Linked DNA regions of Capra hircus: region 2 is linked to region 1. The links are chromatin contacts, called in public Hi-C maps. All regions are on one chromosome and are shown on one strand. Each heading gives the region's core, a stretch centred on a gene start, on an enhancer-like site or on the middle of the called end of the contact. The rest is flanking DNA. Distances are from core to core; before and after follow the strand shown. Region 1 holds the start of POLDIP3 (polymerase delta-interacting protein 3). Region 2 has its middle 38 kb from the start of POLDIP3.

Evidence for each region. Hi-C and Micro-C count contacts between places; a contact is called where the count stands out from the background.
Region 2: a Hi-C map of blood shows a contact between it and region 1, with 2.2 times the contacts expected there. The contact joins the enhancer-like site here to the promoter of POLDIP3 in region 1. A contact is called at or near these places in 4 of 5 Hi-C or Micro-C datasets (blood and liver).

Annotation. Positions count from the first base shown.
Region 1 is chr5:112,442,382-112,447,302 of ARS1.2, forward strand. It overlaps POLDIP3 (polymerase delta-interacting protein 3), which reads right to left and starts at 2,663. Exons shown (of 9, transcript XM_005681134.3): 1 at 2,513-2,663. The coding sequence starts at 2,571.
Region 2 is chr5:112,480,750-112,485,549 of ARS1.2, forward strand. No RefSeq gene overlaps it. Among named protein-coding and RNA genes, the nearest start is that of POLDIP3, 38 kb to the left of the region's middle. Within about 2 kb of position 2,627, at least 1 of the 5 cell types and tissues checked has an H3K27ac peak or open chromatin away from gene starts, as enhancers often do.

The DNA.
Region 1 (4,921 bases), core at 1,413-3,912:
ATAATGACGAGAGCTAACATCTACTGGGCACTTAGTACCTACTAGATGCTTTCTGAAGTACTTTAGATACATTAATTCACTTAGTCCTGACAATAACCAGTAAATATTACCCATGTTTTACAGATAAGAAAAGAGAGGCATGGCATGGTTAAGTAACTTTCATATGACAAGTGGGATTGAAACTTGGCAGTCTGACTCTAGGACCCCAATGCTTACTTATTATGTCCCCTAAAGGAGGGATTTGGGCTTCTACTTCTTTAAAGCCATCTGCTGAACACTTACTATCTGGTACAAAGTTTAAAACATACACTCTTACATCCTCATATTTAATCTTCTCAACCACCTCAGTTCAGTTCAGTCGCTCAGTCATGTCCGACTCTTTGCGACCCCATGAATCGCAGCACGCCAGGTCTCCCTGTCCATCACCATCTCCCGGAGTTCACTCAGACTCACGTCCATTGACTGTGATGCCATCCAGCCATCTCATCCTCGGTGGTCCCCTTCTCCTCCTGCCCCCAATCCCTCCCAGCATCAGAGTCTTTTCCAATGAGTCAACTCTTCGCATAAGGTGGCCAAAGTACTGGAGCTTCAGCTTTAGCATCATTCCTTCCAAAGAAATCCCAGGGTCGATCTCCTTCAGAATGGACTGGTTGGATCTCCTTGCAGTCCAAGGGACTCTCAACAGTCTTCTCCATCAACCACCTACCTGGAACCGTTATTACAAACAAGGAAACTGCCTAAATCAGAGGTCATCAGGCCACAGAAGCACAGAACCCCACAATGGGGCCCGCCAAGGGACCAGGTCTGCCTGGCTGCAGAGTCTCTACTCTTGTGGGGGATCCACAAATACTCCCTTCCCTGCAGTCCCATCCAAGGCCCAACACAAGACACTACACACATCAACACCAACTGCAGGTACAGACTGCCTGCAGTCGGGAAACAAGGGGAGCGCCTGCAGGAAGCTCAGGTCCTGGGAAGCTGGCTCCCTCAGCAACTGTCCAGCAAACCTGTGAAACCTGGATGGGCTCAGACGTCACCAGAGGACCCAGTACCAATTCCCTGCCAGTTACTAGAAGGTAGACCTAAAAGAGGGCTTCCCAGGTGGCACAGTGGTAAAGAACCTGCTGGCTGAGGCACAAGCCACAGGAGATGCCAGTTCGATCCCTGGGTGGGGAAGAACCCTGGAGGAGAAAGTGGCAACACACTCCAATATTCTTGCCTGGAAAATCCCATGGACCAGAAGAGCCTGGCAGGCGACAGTCTATGGGGTCGCCAAGAATCGCACACGACTGAGCACACAACACAACCACAAGGATAGAGGAAATTAATGCTGCGTGCCTATTATGAACCAGAAACCTCGTGAAGGGCTGGCTGGGGAATCAGGGAGGGGCGGGAGCAGTTGTGGTGGATTTGTGTGTACAGCTTGAGGGTGAGGGATACCTTTCGCACAGTGAAAAGAATCCATTTTCCAGCCACCACACAGGCGGTATTAATAAACATCTGCCGAGTGAACGACTGCCGGAGAAAACAACATCCTTCCTTACAGCCTGGCTTCTCCACAAGGACATCTGAACTAATCTAACGCGTGCTAGAAAACCACTGGCCCAGGTTTCCCATCTCTTTCACATAGATGAACTGGAGCCCTTATAGAGTCTGGAAATGACTACCAATACTTTAAGGGTCCAGAGGAAGTTTGGGTCACAAAACTGCAAGCCAGCTACGCGACTCTTCACCCCGACACAGAACAGGGTTCTCTGAGAGTCATCAAGAAACGGCCGGCCTCCCGCCCCGTCCCGCCAGTTTGTCTTGCCCAAGCCTGAGGCCAACTCTCAGAGCGCACTCGGCCCCGCTCAGAGCTCTCCGCGGCCGCGGGCAAATTCCACCTCAAGCCCCTCACTTGGAAAACATTAATAGCTGGCTGACAGGACTGCGCGCCGGCGAAGCGCCCCCGAGAACCTGAAATGCCTCACAAAGGGCTGAGAGTGTGAACAGCGGGGAACCGGGCGAAGGATTTGGAAATCTTAAAGGTCTGACTTTGGGTCGCAGTTTCGGCAGGAACAGACCCGGAGAGTCTGAGCAAGTCACTTCCCCGAGAAAGTCCAGTCCTGACTCGAAGGCCGCGCGGAGCCCTTGGCGCCGCGCCCGTCTCCTCAGAGGAGGAGGGGGCTGCGCCGGGGAGACCCTCCGGACTCCAGGCAGGCCGCGGGGCAGCGTGTCCGGTCCGCGGCCGCAGCTCCGCCCCCGGCGGGCCGCCCCTCGGGCCGCTAGCACAAGCCCAGCAGTCCTGCCCCTTCATCGGCGGCGGCCCCACCAGCCTCCGCTCCTACAGCCAGTGGGCGGCCGGGCGACCCGGCCCGCGGCGGCGGCGGCGGCCGGGCCAATGAGGAGCGCGGCTGAGGTAGGGGGCGGGCGCAGACTGGCCCTCCGCGTCGCTCCCGGGCCGCTCCCTTCTCCGCCTCAAGCCCCACTAAGACTAGGACCCTGAAACCCGAAGGGAGAAAAGGCCACTCACCGCCCCTTCGCTGCAGCTCCTCGCTTTCGGATGAGCTCGTCCAGAGAGATGTCGGCCATCTTGCACCGCCGAACGAGGCGAGAGCACCTTAGGCTCCCTCAGTCTTCGAGCCCGCCCCTTCGGCCGCTGTGGAGGGACTAGCGGCTTCCGGCGTTCGCCAGATGAACTCTCGCGACAGTTCAGACTGAGAAAGGAACCGGAAGGGGCGGGGCTCTCCCCGTGAACCTTTGCGAGCCGGTTGCTTATCTGCATATTGTGGCCCTACCTTTCCCCCCTCTCTCACAGCTAAAAAATAGTAAAATGAAAAGCGACATAGAACAATGAAATGAATAAGGCAGCCTTCAACGAACAAAGTACAGGCTTTAACGTTCCACTTTTATACTCACCGTATTGCTAATGAGATTTGGACTCGTTACCTAGGAAGTAAGCCAGTTACGTCTTTATGCCTTAAACTTATGAGTAAGGAAAATAACGATTCGGGGTGACGCCCGAATCCTCACTGCTAATGTGAGACGAATTTTTGAGCGGGTAAAGGTTGCCCCTAAGGTGACCCGCCTACTTTGCGGGATGCCTGGGAGTTGCGATCTGCCCGTCCCCCTTATACTCTAAAAAGTAGAATGGTTTGGGTGTGTATGTATGGGATTAAGGTTGAAAATAATCATCGGTAGTACGTTTGTTACGGGTTATTTACAGCGAACAATTTGTTCCTGTGTTCTTTAAGGGGATTGTGTGGACGGCTAATATTTTTAACGTTAGCTGTTTGTGTTTGAATGCAGCTCCCGGTCTCACGTGTCTTACTTTCAGGCTGTATAACGTTCAGAAGCCAGCCGTTTTTCCTTCCTGTGTATATATGTCTTCCTGGTCTGTACTGTGAGAGTGGGGCAAACAGCACAGGCTTTTTGCGATCTAAGTATGTAACATATGGAATTGCCTTTTCGTTGAACCGCCTGCCCTGACCCTGGCATGAGATGGGTAGTCAATCGTATCTGAGGAGTTAATGAAACCCGGCTTCCTTGTGGTTCAGATGGTAAAGAATCTGCATATAATGCCGGAGACGCGGGTTCAGTCTCTGGGTTGGGAAGCTGTCCTGGAGGAGGGATAGGGCATGGCAACCCACTCCAGTATTCTTGCCCGGAGAATCCCAAGGACAGAGGAGCTGGTGGGCCGCAGTCCATGGAGTCGCAGAGTCGGACACGACTGAGACATTAACACACACAATCAATGGAAAATACAGGCGATGCCTTGAGCACAGTGCCAGGCACGGACTAAGTGCCCTATGAGTCACTACCGTTATTCTTTTCTAGGTCCCGCGAGTGGAGTTAGTTACTCTTGACAGCACCACAACACAATAAAAAATCCGGCGTCGGAAGGTCTGTGGAAAAACGAGCTGGTGAAGCCGGAGGGGGTCTGAGATTGGGCTTCAGACGGAGAGGGAAAATCCAGGTCGCCTCTGCACTGCCGAGACTGGGTGCCGGCCCCCTAAACTACTAGAGTAGGGTCCTTAACTGATACTATATCTGACAGTGAGCGGAATGGCCCTCCACCAGGAAGATTTCGTAACTCTGGGGTCGCACTTGGCGGCCCGGGCGGCGGGGATCCGGTCACGTGAAGGATGCACAGGGTGGGGCGTCCCGCTGGCCCTCCTACGCCGGAGACGTCCCGGGGCTGGAGGTGCGGGTTACGATTCTCTGGGTCGGGGTTTCGCTCCGTTTCTTGCACGAACACACAGGACTTTTTGCCCGGTGAGGACACACATGGATTGCCAGCAGTGCAGCTGCGCTGTAGCCAAAGGTACTGACTCCTGCTTTCCTTGGAGACTAAGCAAGGATTGTGCCCAGGCCTGGGAGAACCGCACCGTGGAGGCAAAGCCCGGGAGGCGAGACTGCGCCGGGCGGAGCCCTTGTGCCTGGGCTCAGACCGGTGCTTCCTCCGGGGCCTGCGCCCAGCACTGACATGCTGAAATGTGCATCACTTTATACATTCCTTTTTTTTTTTTTTTTTTAATGGCCCAACGGCATGTGAGATATTCTTTCCCCGACCAGAGATGAAATTCTTTACCCGCTGCAGTGATAGCACTGTCTTAACCTACTGGATCGCCCCTTTTACTTTTTTTTTCCCTTTTATGATTGGAGCTTTGCGTTGACTTCTAAAAAATTCCGCATGGGTAGGTGATATCTATCACCTGTGAATTCACTTCAGGAGAGTAAAGGGGCTGTTAAAGCGGAAGTTGCTCAGTCTGGCTGGACTCTTTGCAACCCCATTGACTGTAGCCCACCAGTCTCCTCTGTCCATGGCACTATTCTTGCCTGGAGGAGTAAGTTGCCATGCCCTTCTCCAGGGGATCTTCCTGACCCAGGGATCAAACCCAGGTCTCCTGCATTACAGGCAGATTCTTTATCTGGACCCTGA
Region 2 (4,800 bases), core at 1,377-3,876, 38 kb after region 1:
CAGCGGAGCTGGAATGTTGATGCAACAGGAACTGGTGCCCTGCGTGTGCTGTGGCAACCGCACCAAGTTCTCCAGAGGTATTCACAGCACAGGCCCCGCCGGCAAGATCCCAAACCCCACGGAGCCAGTGGCATCTGGTCAGCACCCCTGGACCAGCGAGGCTGAGAGTGAGTCATCAGGGCATCCTGTCTCCATCTTACAGAGGAGAGGCCGTGGCTCAGAGAGGGAAGAGCCTGGCCCGACGTCACAAAGCTGGCGAGGGTTGGGAATGGAGTTTGAACCCAAGCCTATTGGCTTCTGAAGCTCAGTTCTCCCACAGCCTCCCGCCCCTGGAATCAGGCATCTGTATTCCTATTCCCTGCTGGCCTGAGCCATCTTCCAGAGAAGGGCAGAGACTGACTAGGGGTTTCGGGGTCTGTGTCACTTCCTCCAAAGCTTGCCTTCTCTGGATCAGAGATTTTCAAATCTTGACTCTTGCTGTGTGACCTTGGGCAAATTCCTCTCCCTTCTGGGCCTTACATTTTTATCGGCTGTAAAGTGAGGGATTATCTAAAATCTAGTAGAATCCGATAGAGCAAAGGTTGCAAATTGTTGGCTGAAGGTCGGCATCCTGCCCACATAAGAGTCTGCTCTGGGTTTGAGCTTCATTTGAGTCAATTGCCAAGTTAGGATTTCTGGCTTCTTGTGACAAATCTGAGGCTCCTGCCACACCAGCTCCCAGCTGCAGGCCTTGCAGGTGCTGGGGTCGCAACCTCTGGTGCAGCTGATTCTAAGATCCTCCAGAGGTGCTCCCACAGTGTAATTTCCATACTCTTTGCTTCCGGGGAACCGGGAGATGGGTTGTAGGCACGGCTCAGCTCCTAATCAGCTGTCTGATCTTGAGTCAGTCAACAGCCCTCTCCAGGCCGTAACTGTAAACAGGGGTGACACACCCATCTCAGAAGTCTATGGGAAGGGTGAATTGAGGTGTCAGGTGTCAACCTGCTTTACAAAACCAGTTCTATCAACAGGTGGAAACTAGAAGCATCATTACCTGAGTGTTTATGTTATGCTGAACACTAGGCTGAAGCATCCCAACTGAATGAGGCTTCATCCCCTGAGAGACACAGAAGGACCGAGCTGAGAACAGTGGGGAGGAACCCTGGGTCTGGGTCTTTCACTTATGAGTGAAATCAAGGGAGACCTCATCAAGGAGGTGACATTGAGCTGCTGCCACCAGATTCATTCATTCATTTCTCATATCTTTTTTTTTGAGTGCGGGGAGCTATACTGTGTGGCTTACAGGATCTTAGTTCCCGATCAGAGATTGAACCCGTGCCTTCGGCAGCAAAACTGTGGAGCTTTTGGGCCACTGGACCATCAGGGAATTCCCTCCTTCCCCGTATCTTTACTGTGTCCCTTCTCTGTTTCAGGCACTATTCTAGGTGCTGGAGCAGTGAACAAGACAGACAAAAGTGCCTTGGAAGAGCTGACATTGGGGGTAGGTGGAGAGTAAATAAAAAATAAGTTTTAAAAATAGACACGTGACTTCACTGGGAAAAGGAACAGCAGACCAGAGTCACAGGGACACGGGTAGTAGCAGGAGAGTTGCTGTTTTATTTAGGAGCCAGGGAGGCCTTCCAGAGGTGATGTTATTAAAGCAGAGACCTGCAGGAATTCAACAAGTAAGCCCTGTGGATAAAGGGAGAAAGAGCATGCCACACAGTGAGAACAGCAAGTGCAAAGGCCCTGAGGTGGGAGGGTGCTTGGCTCCTTTAAGAAGCAGCAATGATGTCAGTTTGTTCCTTGACTGTGAGGCCACCTTTGATCACTTGGCCCAGCCATGTCTACCAGGCTTCTCCCTATAAAGGTCTTTTCTCCCCGCTTCTTTGTATTTAATGTCATCCATGGAGTGGTCTTTTGAGACTGTGATTACATGATTTGACTTAATCCTCATAGCAGCCCTAAAGCAGTTTTAAAACGTATCTGTAAATTCTTTGACTTTCCCTCTGTTGATAGATGCGAGTGTGCCCCTCCCCTTGAATCTGGGTTCTGTGACTTCTTGACCAATCGAAGCTCTGTTGACTGAGTGACATGCTGCCGTTTGGGTGGGGGCCAGACCAAAAGAGATTGGTGGCTTCCACTTCCTGTCTCTCGGGATGCTTGCTCTTTTTTAAGATTCTTATCGCGGTACACTTGGTTTACAGCATTGTGTTGGTTTCAGGTGCACAGCAAAGTGAATCTGTTATGCGTACATATACGTGCACTTTTTTTAAGATTCTTTTCCCATGTAGACTATTACAGAGTATTGAGTAGAGTTCCCTATGTTATACAGTAGGTCCTGATTAATTAAAATTATATGTATAATCATGTGTTTCTGTCAATCCCAATCTTCCAACGTATCCCGCCACCACCCCTCGGGAGCTAGCTCTTGAAACCCAGCCTCCCTGCTGTGAGGAAGCCCAAGCAGTCCTTGAGAGGTCCTAGAGAGGTCCTTGTGGAGAAGAACTGAGGTCTCTGACCCTCAGCTCAGCTGAGCTCCCCAGCCAACAGTCAATAGCGATTTGCCAATTTGCCAGCCGTGTGAGTGTGTCATCCCGGAAGCAGGACCTCCAGCCCCCGCCCCCCAACCCCCCGCTGACACCTGGGGAGCAGATGAGCCGCCCCCCCCCACAAGCCCTGCTCAAATTTCACATCCATAAGCAAATTAAAAGACTATTGCTGTTGGGCTTCCCCGGTGGCTCAGCGGTAGACACCAGTGCCAGTGCAAGAGACACGGGTTTGAGCTCTGATCCGCGAAGATCCCATATGCTAAGCCCACGGGCCACAACTCCTGAAGCCGGTGCACCTACAGCCCACCATCAGAAGCAAGAGAAGCCATTGGCATGAGAAGCCTGGAGGCTGCAGTGAGGAGTAGCCCCTGCTTGCTGCGACTAGAGACTGACCACACACAGCAGCAAAGACCCAGCACAGCCAAATACAATCAGTCAGTAAATTAAAAAACCAAAGACCACTGTGATTTTGTGCAAACCAAGGGGGAAGGGGGCCAGCCCCCGGTGCCAGGCACTTTGCTTGTGTGGAGAGACAGGATCCGAGACGTCGATCGGGGCTCTGCTTTCTCTCATTTCCCCTGCATTTTTCTCCTTCCCTTTTCATGTGCTCACTGCCCCAGCAGAAAGGCCAGGAGAGTGGAAAGCCAGCAGTCTGGGCCAGGGGGAGGGTTCCTGGCACGCGCAGGGCTCCCTGAGGACACGTGGAGGAGGGAAGGCTCTCAGCCCTGCCTAGAGAGATGGACCCAGGGCTGCACCAAGAGGGGAGAGGCTAAGGGCCGAGGGGTCTGCGTCCAGCACTAGTGCTGGCCCACGGGACACCTTGTATGAGTTAGGGAAAGGCACCTCTTTGGGAGAGGCCCCCACCTCGGCCCCACGCTGGGATCCAGGGCTTGGTGAGTGACCACACTGGGTGTCGAGCTGGGTGTCCACTCGCGCCTCTACTGGGTTCCTGCACAACAAGACAAGGTGGTTCTGCCTGCACCTGCTTCCCGGTGGGCTATATTGCCATAGCACCGGGGTCCTCCCAGTGTACATGGGCCACTGGGGCCCAGGCAGTCCTCCAGAGAAGCCTCTGGGGCACACAGGGGTGGGGGAGAAGCAAAGAGCTGCTCGGTTTCAGCCCCGCATGCTGATTTGTGAAGACACGTGACTAGCAGAAGCCTCTGAGGACTGGTGACCAAGGCTAGCCCCACCCAATTCCTCATCTGAAACTTCCTCCCTCCCCTTCTTACTTTCTTATCTTCTTTCAGATTGTTCAACCTTTGCTTACTGGGAGCTCTGTCAGTTAGTTGGTCCATGTCCCTTTAACACAGTATACGTGTGTGTATGTGTGTGAGTCTTTCCGAAGTTTCTGGCATTACAAAATGCTCCAGGCTCATTCTACATAAGAAAGAAGAAATTCAGTGCTAAGTTGTGTCCAACTCTTGCAGTCCCATAAACTGTAGCCTGCCAGGCACCTCTGTCCTTGGGATTCTCCAGGCAAGAATACCAGAGTGGGTTGCCATTTCCTTCTCCAGGGGAACCTCCCTACCCAAGAATTGAACGCAGGTCTCCCGCATTGCGGGCAGATGCTTTGCCGACACAGGAGCTACACAGGAAGCCCAGACAAGTCCAGACATTCTGTATAATCCCTGCCCTAGTTCTAGGATCAGGCATTTCTCCAAGGAGACCAGGTTCCTTTTATTGGAGAATGGCATTAGAAGCCAAGATCTGGCTGCATGATACTCCATTGTATGGATAAATCCATCCATCCATCCATCCATATTTATGGATATTTGGGCTGTTTTCCACTCATTGGCTATTATGAGTAATGCTACTATGAGCAGCATCTGTGTACAGATTTGTGTACAAATTTGTGTGGGGGCATGTTTTCATTTCCCCTGGTGGCATACCTAGGGGCAGAATTCCTGGGTCATATAATTCTGGGTTTATCTTACTGAGGAGCCACCAGTTAGCTAAAGCAGCTGCACCATTTTCCACAACCACCAGCAGTGTAGGAGGGTTCCAATTTCTCCATCTTCTCACCAATGCTTGTTATCATCTGTCTTTTCGATTATAGCCATGCTAGTGGGTGTGATGTGGTATTGACTTGTATTTCCCTAAGAGCTGATGATCTCAAGGGCATCTTTTTATATGCTTGTTGGACTTCTGTGTACCTCGGAGAAATGTCCACTCAGACCCTATGGGTGGTGTTAGTTGCTAAGTCGTGTCTGACTCTTTGCAACCCCACAGACTATAGCCCGCCAGGCTCCTCTCTCCATGAGATTCT